Linked DNA regions of Gossypium hirsutum: region 2 is linked to region 1. A link is a contact called in public Hi-C data. All regions are on one chromosome and are shown on one strand. Each heading gives the region's core, a stretch centred on a gene start, on an enhancer-like site or on the middle of the called end of the contact. The rest is flanking DNA. Distances are from core to core; before and after follow the strand shown. Region 1 holds the start of LOC107962469 (protein Daple). Region 2 has its middle 11 kb from the start of LOC121230362.

Region 1 (6,066 bases), core at 2,279-4,778:
GCAATAAATACCTGAAACCAGTTTTAGAGGTTAGCAGTTGTACTGTAACCTGTCATTGAATATAAATATTATTTAGGCACAAAAACAAAATAAAGTCTCTAGTAACAGGAAAAAAACTTCAACAACAATTAGTAAAGAGTTCCACACACATTTTAGAGGAAGCTACACAAAAATATTTTAGCATCTACCCATATGCATGACCCAAGAAATCCAACAAGCAATTAAAAAAATACACCATGAATGTTTTGAAAATTCCAAAAGTCCTTACATGTAATATAGCTCCAGAATCGCAGCCAATAAGTGGCAGAGGAACAACAGAAGGTTTTGAGGCATCAGCATAATCAGCAAGGTTGATCGTAGCCTCGCCAAGAAGGCCAGACCGAGAGGAACCCTGATGCCAAATAGATTAAGGAGAAAGACAGTTAAACTCAGTTGAAATGAGACGGAAAACAAAGAGCTGTTCTGCTGCAATTAGAGGTTCGGAATAAACTGTCTATAGATCTGGGAAATTCGCAATTCACGTTTAGGTCATACTAAGAGTGTCTGTCTTTGTGGTTAAGTTTTGCAATTGGAGTGTAAGGACTACAATCTTACCATTGCCACAACAAGCTTATAGAGTTTCTCATCAAATTGTTTAGTTTTGATGTCTTGGAGAAGCCTCGTGGTCTCATAGATTGGATCAGCCCATTTGCAAGTTCCATTTCTCACATTTGCTTTGGTTGTCTTTGCAGTTGCTTTACCAGAATCAGCAGGAATGAAGGATATATACAGTTTATCCCATCCACTTTGTGGAATCTGAATTTTTCAGAAGATTATACATAGCATGTGGTCATTGCAGCAATCAAGATGAAGGATGCATCAATTTATGCTTTCCAGTGATGAAAGATGGACAATCACAAATAGATTACTGAAATAAAGAGTATGAACTCATGATTAGAAACTGAAGTCTAGTTGATCATCTCTTCACTACTATGGCAAAGAGAAAATGGCTCGACATTGATCCTTGTTGCACCCCTATCATGATTAGAAACTCATCTGTCAATCCACCAAAAGTTCTTACATCCATGACTACACCCTCATACATATTTTGTACATTGAGGAACTCCCTTCTTGTTCAAAACCTACCAAAGAATGGCCCTCAATACTTTACAACAGATTTCTTTAAATCAATAAAAATCATACATAAATCTTGCTTTGACCCTCTAAACCTCTCCATAAGTTGTCGCAATGGGTGAATTGCTTCCATGGTAAAATCTTGTGACCGTCAACATAAAATCTTGTCACATCTTTTGACATGGATCATTATGTGACAATTGCGGGAGCAAAACAATTGACAATCTCATAGATATGATGATACTGAACCCATAGGTGGTTACTTTATACGTTACAGTATGCAATCTGCAGTCAAGCAACAGGTTCTGGAAAAGACTAAACACACTACTGCATAAAAAATTAATCTCTTGAGCAGTTGACCTTCTAAAACTCTTGAGCATCAAACAATCTACACCCATTTTTGTAAACTTCCTGATCTAGTTTTTCCTTGGGAAACGGAATAAATTGTTTTAAGTGCAGAAAAGGTTGGCCTAAAACTCTCTAACTACATACACGAGCCAAAGACTCGAAAGTAATACTTTTGCATTGAAAATACATACTTCCAACAAATGCAAGCAATTTACATGAAATAGTAATCGCATGATAGAGGTAAGATAAAAGATAAAATCACAATCTATGTGAGCATCTTCGAAAATTAATACATTATAACTGAAATTATACAATCAATGCATGTCATTGATGTCTTGATTCACCTTAATAAGCTACATAGTACAATTTGGTTCACATTCATTGTTAAATAATTTCTACCATGCCAATTGATCGACTTATAATATGATCTTGTGTCTAACGAGTTCAATAAGACATTAACTTCAAATGGAAAAGACAATGCCAGAAATTTCCACAAATGCAAAGTGCGACTTACATGTGTAGCATGGAATTGTAACCGAAATACAACTTTTATTTTTGTCTTCTCGATCTTCCACTTAGGGATCCTCGACATTACCAGCAAATCAATTAATCACCAGCTCTATTGACATACCAATCCCCCTCCCCCTTTGATTAAACTGCCCCTGCAACCAAAAAGGACCATCATTTCCATATAGACAGCTGAGAGCAGTTAAAACTAGTTCAAGTGCAAGTATATCGTGTTTGGAATCCAGAGCCTACTGCAAGGATTAAAACCCCTTGAGGAAGTGTACCTCACCAAGACAGTAACATAATTAGGAGAAAACAATGTAAGAGCAAACAGAAGGATTTTTTTTTTTAACCCCCCAACTACATAAAAGGTCCATTCAGACCAAGGTTTATGTTTAGTAAACAGAAACCCAAATTAAACTAAATCCCGAGCTAAAATCTGGAGGGGTTGGGGGAGGGAGACTTAAACTCTGCTTATTTCAATGATCTGATCTACTGAGATTGACTTCACCATTTCTTCAGAAACCAACACAAGATCCAAAAACGTGTAAAGAGGATATTTGAACTAAAAACCAAATTAGAGAAAATCGCTAATCCCGACCATACCTTGTTGAAAGGAAGGCAAAATTTTCCAAAAATGCAAAACCCCAGAAGCAAACTTCAAAATGCTGGCTTCAAATTCTCGGATCCAAACCCTTTTTTATTGAGAAATAGAAGACGGTGAATTTCAAATTTTTTAAGCTAAAAAGAAAGACAAAAGAAGCAAAGAAGAGAAAATGGCACTTCACACACTTGAAAAGAAACAAAGATGCAAATGTCCAGCTTCAGAAAGACTGACACAAAAGGAAAAAGAAATAGAGTAAAAGAGAATCCAAAACCAAATGCCACACCCAAAATAAGAAAAAAGAATAGCACCTATAACAAAATCTCAAAATACCACTATTTTTCTTTCCTTTAAAGAAAACATCAAAGAAAAACAAAAGAACCCAGATTTGTCACAGTAAAAGAAAAAAAACTGACCCGACCCAAGTGAGAAGACGTCAATAAATGCACATGGAGTAAAAAAAATTAACATTTAAAATCCATTTAAACACTAAAGAAAAACAAAATCAATAAAATAATGGCGTGTAGCAATGAAGTTAGGTACCCAGTAGCGGATCGGTAGGTGCTTAAGCTGGAAGAAATAGCAGATAAATCTTTACAGGGAAGGTTCCATTTTTCATACTAATTACAATGAATAAGAGGAAACTAAAAACCCACCAAAAAAAAAATCAAAATTTGAAAGAGACAGGGAAAGGGTTGTGTTTTTTTATTTAAAAAAAACAATTCTTTTGAAATTGATGAGTTGTTTTTGGTGATGTGTGGGTGTTTTGTAAGTTGAAAACTTTTTGTTGGGTGGGATTTTTGGGAGAGAGTGTGTGTGTTGTAGTTGGCGTAAATAAGGAGAAAATGTTGGGTTTTTTTGCAAAGCAAATAATAAAAATGTTTAAGGTTAAGAAGAGAATTCATTAGGTGAAATGGAGGTTTTATTTACAGGTAAAATAGGAGTTTTCAGATTTCGAAAACAAGGGCTTTGATTTGCATTAGTGTAAGAAAAGCGACATCCCGCCAAAGCTTGTTTGCTAATTATTTATTATGATCTAATAATCAAATTAATTAGTGCTCAGTGACATAATTAAATAATCTTTAATAAGTATAAAGTTTTTATTAATATTATTAGAGGGATTAGCAATTGAATAACCAATGAGTGATTGCCATTTAAGATACAGCTGGACCATTAATAATTCCATTCAATTTGATGCCTTGAATTGAAGTCTCACTATTCTTCCCCCATTGGACCACCTTGAATAATTCAATATGGTTGGGAATTTATATTTTTCCCTTTTTAAATATTTGTTTTTTTTTATTTCCTTCTTATAAGTATTTTGAAACTTTCCCAAATTATAACTTGACTTTATATTAAATTTTGCATTTAAGAATAATAAAAAAATATTTAAGCTTAATTTGAATAGGTGGTGCGTTTAGCTTCAGTGATATTAAAAACAACAATGACAATAAAATTGAATATTGTAGTGATGAGATTAAAAACAACGATAAAATATATATTTGGATTCAAATATAGCTACAATTAAGCCAAAAATGAGATAAAAATGCATCTTATAGCCATCTTAATCTTTTAATTTTACATATGTAGCTTCACACGTTTTGCCTTGTAGCTCAACACTAATTTAGTTTTCCCCTTTTTTTCTATAAATATTAATTTTATATATAAATTTTGATTTAATATACAATTTGATACATAAAGTTTGATTTAGTGTAATTATACACATGAAATTTAAATTGTGGTACATGTGTATATATGAAACTTTGATTTTTATTCAATTGTACACATTTAAAAAAATGAATACATACACTCATTTTCATACTGGATGAATATAATTGTTTATGTATGTAATATATTATTTTAAAGTGGTAATAATTTAATAATGTTATTAGTGATTTGTGAAAAAATAAATCTAATTAAAATTACATGTTTAAAATCGCACAAAATTGAAGTTCATATATAACATTACACATTAAATTAAAATCTATCAATAATTTTAGCATTTAATTATCCCTTTATTTTATAAAACAAAGTTAAAAAGGTAGAAATCATTAAGGATAGAATCATGTATGGATGACTTTAATACAATAATTTTATCACTTTTTAATTATGATTTAATCGACAATAATTAAATTTTCAAGTTCTATTTTTTACTCAAAACTTCACTGATGTTTGAGTCAAACTAAATCGACTGGCTAAACCAGTTGAAATAGAAATCGATTGAATCAATTGAATCAAAAATTTTTTATTTTACTTTTATAATACTTTAATATTTTTAATTAAAATTTATCTAATAAACAAATCGATAATTTGATCAATTCGATCACTAATCCAATTCTCAACACTATTTCTACTAAAAGTTGCTTCATTTATGAAAATGGATGCTAGCTCCCTTTAGTGCTATAAGGAAAGCCTAGATTTAAGGTAGTCTAGAGGAGAATTTGGAGATAGACTATAATGTCTTATATCTCAAAGCTAAGGCCTAAGAGCATGAATTTATCTACAAAACGGGTCTACTATTTAGAAGTAAACTGAAGAGTGGATTGGGATTTCAATAAAGTCACTTATGTCATTTTAAATTTTTTATTCTAACAGTTAAATAATACTTTGAACGAAAAAACCGATTCAATGTTTGCAATTGCATACAAGTCGCAGCCAAAGACTATTGAGTGCATGATTAAGTTGGTTCATGGAGCAAGCAATATTGCATGAATTGTGGCATGGAAATTTGTCATTGTGGGGTCATATTCAGTGGCCTTATGCACATGACTTTGTTCTCCTTTAAGGTCCTCAAGATAAATATTCCAATATAAAATGTCAATTAGAGTTTTCATGACATTATGTGGCCCACACGTGATAGACCCTTACAAGCACGTGATAGGCCCCAAGAAGCACGTGCACCCCAAAGTTAAAATCTTCCCCACAAGGAAAAAAGTTGGATTAGCTTGTGATATGATAGTATGTATTACTTTTTAACCTTGTGGGGTTGCCCACATCACATGAACAGACATCTTTGATTACCAACATATGCTATGCTTTTCATGATCTCATCTTCACAATCATATTTATAATTTTCTTTCACCTTAATTACTTTGACATGAGGTTTTCATCCTCTTTTTAAGTCATTAAAAATTAAAAGGTAACTGCCTTTCACTAATCTATAAAATTAGTAGTTTAAAAATGAATTAATATGTGCTAAATCTTTGGTACAAAAGAATAAATAAGAAATTTGCAAGTATCTACCTTTCTTTCTTTTATTGATACGAACAAGAATCCCACCAAAGCAATCCCAAGCTTTGCCTAAAATTCCTTAGTTTAACAAGCTAAAAGGCATTTTCTTTGGCCAAAGCTTACATAATAAAATACAAACAAGGCCCTCAAGACACTGTTTGTCATCCTACTTTTGGTTTTCCGGGAGCATCAGAAACCCTAGCAAAATGGGTTTTCTTAGAAACCCAGGAGAAACAAGAAGCAGGCATTTTCATTTCATCATC
Region 2 (6,066 bases), core at 1,133-3,632, 43 kb after region 1:
AGCGGAATCAAATGCATTTATAATATAACCATTATCTTTTTGAAAGAATAATATAGCTATATTTAAAAACTTTTTAAAAACAAACTAAGAGAAAAATACAAGATAATTAATATGATAAATTTGATTTGATAATTTACTTGTCTAAGGCTTCAAATTTATTATTTTGATTTTTTTAAATATATAATTTAATATGTTTTCTAAAGATTTTTAAATAAATTTTAATGATTTTTTTGAATTTATATATATTATAATTTTTTTGAGAGTGACCAATTTGCACATTTTCAAAACTATTAGGGATCCAAGGGCTATTTACATCAATTTTTTATTCAAGTTATTCGAATGATTCAAGTTGTAAAATTCTCAACTCGAACTCAAAAAATTGAATTATTTATTCGAGTTGGTTAAAAAACCCGAAAAACTCGATTCAATTAACTCAAATTTAAAAAAAAATCGATTTTTTTAAATAAAATCGAGTTTTGCTCAACCTTATGGCATAGTGATCAAGCTATTAATATTTAGATTTTATTTAATAAAACATTTGATATTTGAACTTGACATTTTTTTTTCTAATTTGAGACCTAATCTTTTTGGTGTGTCCAATTTGGTACTTAATCTTATAAAATGTTATACACATTACTCTAAAGCACTAATGTTGTTAATTATTCTTATGAGAGGAGAAAAATAGCTAATGTATAATCGACATGTAGCAAATGACATGAAATTTAATGACATGAATAACTACATTTATTTGAAGTTTCCTCTCTTTCGCTAAATAATATTCTCAAATTTTATTTTTTATTAGGACTAACATTACTTTAACTATTAATGACAAGAATAATTTAAGAGGGACTACATGTTTAAAGTAAAGTTTGGTCTTCACAAAGCTTCCAATTCCTAAAAAAAAATCATCTCCTCCAATATTATATGGTAACAGCAAGAAATTCTTTGACCTTGAATCAGGGTATTTAAAAATAACAGGTTGTCCCGGCTCAATACTACCAAGAATTCCTAACTATGGGAACAAGTTCATCTTTGAAATATTTTTCCCTTTCAATATTTTTCTATTGAAGCTTCCCTTGTTTCTTTTATCGAGCGAATCCTCCAATTCAAAAACATATTCTCTGTTTTTCATAAATTATTTTATCATAACCAGAGACAAATATTTTGGGAAAATTTAAAAGTTAGGTAATACATAATTCCACTGTATGCATTCCAGTAAATGTGGGCTTCACCAACTATGACACTGGAATCAACATACACTTGGCCAAAATTTTGGAAACAGTCATTGTGACATTGGAACATATAAGCATCTGCCATGGGAGAAAGCCAACCAAAATTTACGTCATTTAACTTAAAGTCACCTAAAACAGAATACAAGATGGTAAAGTACTAATGTGTTCTGCTTCCCTGAAGGCGAGAAATGTCACCGCAGCATTAGACACAATGATCTTTTCGGGTTTTATTTATATTACTCGAAATATTCATATTTAATCTATATACGACTATAAGAATATAATCTTTCAAATATATAAAAATTTTAGAAAAGAAAATATGTATATAAATAATCCAAAACAGCATAAATACACCCATTCTTCATGAGTTTGCATCCTTGGGATCGAATGGTGTTGTCAACTTATTTAGTAAATTCATAAATTGCTTGTGCCAAAAATTCTACTTTGATGCTGGCCATCCACCTAGTTTTCCAGCAGCAACGATTTGACATATAGCTAAACCATTGATAAAGATATCTCAACCAAATTAGCACCATGCCACCCTCATAATTCATCCAGGGCCCGGCCTCCATCAACCAGTCCTTTCTGCAACTGATAACTGTCCCTTCCAATTTTGTAAGCACCCAGGAGAATATCTTAAATCTTAAAAAGGTGCACCATATCATATCCACAAAAACACTAGCTAATGGTGATTCATATGAAATGATGAGTCCATTGAAGAGTCTGAGGAAAAGAATATCATAAGTCATATATGCATGACTATAGTTAAGCTGCAATTTGATTAAAGACTTGTAGTCCTTAAAAGTTTTAAGCAACAAAAGTTTCATGCAAAAAGATATTGCTTGAGATTAACTAGAACAGCAATTAAGAAGATGAAATATAGGACCATTTCATTAATGCAGTAATAACACTGCATAAGGTGTGCAAATGTGTATGATAAAAGATGATAATAATTGTTATGAATAGCCATCTCGCCTAAGGAGCCTCCTTGTGATGATAATAATTGTTATGAATAGCCACCTTGCTTGAGGAACGTCCTTGTCAGCATAGACAGCATGATGGTCCTCGCCTAATTTAAGATGGTAGGACTGTTCTTAAAGGTTACCTTATTTAGAAGGTTTTAAGGAAAGAGTCACTTCACCAACATCGATTTCATTTGGGAGTCTCTCACCCCTAATGAATCAGCTTTCTTTCTGGATAGACACCTGTCACGGGCAGCACCAAGGGGCCGGCAGGAGCCAAAGGCCCCCTAAAATGGAAAAATATCACATTGACCCTTTTATGTTTTATAAAATTATAAGTAAATGATGCATCGAATTTCATATCCCATTATGAAGCCTAATATTGAGTTATTGACAATATAGGTCTCACTTTTCTGTAAAAAAAGAAAAAGAAAAAGGGTATCAGCAGTTGCCAATAACTTTGATGAGACTAAAGGCATGGCTGATCAGTTTCAATTTAGCAAGAAAGTTACGATTCTGCCAAAAAGGTAGCAGCATTTGCCAATAACACTTTTTTACGGGCATTCAATAGCTCAATCAAGGAGACCACAGCACACCCTTTTTCCATGCCACCACCTGGAGTCTTAACAGGATAACTGTCATGGCATCCATAGACTTAGAGGATTGAGTGGAGAATGATAGAAGAAAAGAGGCTTCATCACTAACCACATTTAAGAACTCTTTCATGAAAGGCTTACAACAGAGTAAATGAAGCTCTAGAAGTGATTGATGAGATGAACGCCACTTTGGAAGAAGCAATCACGGATGAAGAGATCCACAATGCGGTCTTTGAGACTAGATGAGTACTTTAGAATTTTTTACCATAAATTTTGGGATGTATTTAAAGAGAAGAACCTATAGCTCATATCGCAATTTTGTCCAATTAGCTACTGCACCTTCTCCTGTATAAGTTAGTCCGTTACCTATTACAGTCTGTTGAAGTCTTTGTATATATAACAACTAAGAATAGGCTGTATAGCTTTTATCCTTCTAATAAGATTCAGTTTTCTTCCTCTCTCATTTTCTCATGTTTCATATATTGTTAAACATGATTCATTGCTGAGTTTATTGTCGTTTCACAGTTGTCCATTAAGCTTTCCATGATAGAGAATATGGTTGAGTTGCATAGCAAAAATTTAAAGCATCTTCAAAATATTAGGACCTTCTCCAAATATCTAAAGCAATAAATTTGATCAAATTAAATATGTATATGCGAAAGAGTCTAATGCGATGGGAAGATGTCAAAATTGCAAGTTGCCCTTTGAGAATAAGATAGGTTTTTGGGGGGTTTTTCATCGCTTTAAATCAAAGTACTTATAGATGCTTAAAAAATAGACTCCAATATAAAATTCAGACAGAGAACAAATTTAAAAAAACAAAATCGACATCACTTTAAACATTGAATCTCAAATTATAATTGCTATATGTATGCAATTATAACCACTCTCAAATCTAGAACAAGAATTGAAGAAAAATTAAATTAAATATAAATATTGAAATAAAATTTTCCTAAACCCAAGAGTTTAACTTTAGTTTTGAGTCATAAAAAAATCGAACCAAATGAGTTTTAGTTCCATTAGGACACCCTATAATTAACCCCTTATTTTGGGATTAAAAAATATCTTGGCAAATAGATTGAGTTTTAACTTAATTGGTATAGGTTTTGTTACCAATATATAAGGATGTGAGTTGAGTGCGCTGAGCGCATATCCTTTTATTTATGGGCTAGGAAGGGTTATAGACAGTTCTAGACATTGAGCCGAAAGAGTAAATATGATCAAAATTTATAATAAAATTATTTTAAAAAAAAACACCACATGCCTTGCTTAGCTAATACAAGTTTGCTTGGGTGGCAAGCAACTTCACCCCATGTTGGCCACCCTCTTAAATTACATCAACAAACAATCCTAACATTTAATTAAATAATTAAATAATTAATTAAAATCTTCAATTAAATACAAGTTTGCTTGGGAGGCAAGCAACTTGACCCATTTTGGCCACCCTCTCTTCAATTACATAAACAAACAATCTTAACTTTTAATGAAGTAATTAATTAAGTTAAAATTAATTTGTATAACTAAATAATTTACCCAATTCAATTCTAATTTTGATAAAATCATATCAACTTTAGTGTATTAAAATTTATTGGAAAACGTATTTAATTATAGACAGTTTCAATTCCTAATCAAATTAACTACAATGACTTTAATTTAATTTTCACTTTGATTTAATTATTTAATTTATTCAGCCAATTAAATAATAAGTCAAAAAAACTAATTTAATTCCATATTATCTCTTGTCATTCCAAGAAAATGCAATTAGTAATTCATGTTGTAATCTATTTATTTCCAAGATATCATTAATTAAATTCTCAAGAATGAGTGTTGTATTACTCATATTGTATTAATAAATTTTTTTGTTAAAAGAAATAGAAGTAAACTTTTAATTACACAATTCTACTGAAAGTCTGCCCTTATTCCAGACTATTGAATATCATTCTCTAGTAAGGTTTGAAAGTGGCTCAACAAAGTAACATTTCTTATTCACATCTCCATTTGACATCTTTACTATGCAATCCACAACCTTATTTTGCTCTCTAGGAACATGCCGAAATCTAACTTATCATTCCTTCAAAATTATAGTATGTATAAGTCAAACTTCTGAGAGATTACTGTCAACCGCATATCTATTACTAACCACATCAATCAAGATAGCATTATCACTTTCCACTTCAATTTGTCAAAACCCTTCATGCCAAGCAATCATAAGTCCCTCATAAAGTGCATTTGCTTCCATTTAGAAAATGCCATATCTGTCAATTCTCTTGCCAAAGCCAAATAACCAATTCCTCTCACGATTCCGAGTCACACTTCCCGCGAGAGTAGATGATGTATGTTTTGGTATACTGCCATCAATGTTACCTTTAACCCACCCGACAAGCGCTGGCTGCCAATACTCTTTGGTGTATTCACTGCAGCAACTATTATTCAACCTTTCTAAATTAGATATGTTGCGAGCCCAAGCTATACTAGTTGCTATCAAATCCATGTTACTATAGCTAGCTCATTTAAAAATAAAGTCATTCCTATGCTTCCAAATCAACCAAGAAACAATTGAAAATAAAGTTAGCCATTCACCATCGATTGTGGAACCATAAGGCTTGAGCAAATTCATACCAGTCTTCTAAGGAATAAGAAAAAAAAGAAAGACCAGTCATGTTGTGGTACCAACGATTTCCAAATGTTAGTTGCAAACGGGCAGTCACGGACTACGTGGAGCCCTATTTCAACTAAAGCATCACACTGTAGACAACACCCTTTATCTGTCATTCTTCTCTTTACCCTTACCTCATTGGTAATCTGAGAGGCATCATTCTTCCATATCCTGGAACTATGTTCCCACTGCACAAGTTCCCTTTGATTTAAAAAATAGCTGTAAGTTGAAGCTGAAGAAAATTTACCTTTTGACATCCATTTCCAAATCAATCGATCAGGACCACTATCATGTGATAGAGGCATGACTGCAGAGATAAAGTAAGAATGGTTTGTGGTAGCTACAATTCCAGCTATCTCCAATTCCATGATCCATTACCCGTTACCACATTGCAGACTATCAAGGTCTCATCAATATGGTCCCTTTCGATGTGCAAAAATTTTAAAGGCCTAACGTCATCCACCCAATTATCGTTCCAGAAGTTTACTAAGCAGCCATCCCCAACAGACCAAATGTTACCATCTTTAATCTCATTCCAGTGATTAGAAAGAGAGCGCCAAAGATTCGAACAATTATTTTGTTCAATAAAATCAGGTAGGAATCCATGAACATTATATTTT

The links. Hi-C and Micro-C count contacts between places; a contact is called where the count stands out from the background.
Region 2: a contact with region 1 is called in a Hi-C map of hypocotyl, with 3 times the contacts expected there. The contact joins the enhancer-like site here to the promoter of LOC107962469 in region 1. A contact is called at or near these places in 18 of 34 Hi-C or Micro-C datasets (anther, callus, cotyledon and 5 more).

What each region holds. Positions count from the first base shown.
Region 1 is chrA06:6,251,912-6,257,977 of Gossypium_hirsutum_v2.1, forward strand. LOC107962469 (protein Daple) reads right to left here and starts at 3,529. Exons shown (of 12, transcript XM_041114982.1): 1 at 3,116-3,529; 2 at 2,575-2,663; 3 at 1,976-2,123; 4 at 595-795; 5 at 269-391; 6 at 12-49. The coding sequence starts at 2,053.
Region 2 is chrA06:6,295,944-6,302,009 of Gossypium_hirsutum_v2.1, forward strand. No RefSeq gene overlaps it. Among protein-coding and RNA genes, the nearest start is that of LOC121230362, 11 kb to the left of the region's middle. Within about 2 kb of position 2,383, at least 1 of the 9 cell types and tissues checked has an H3K27ac peak or open chromatin away from gene starts, as enhancers often do. A contact at or near this core is called in hypocotyl, where this site is marked.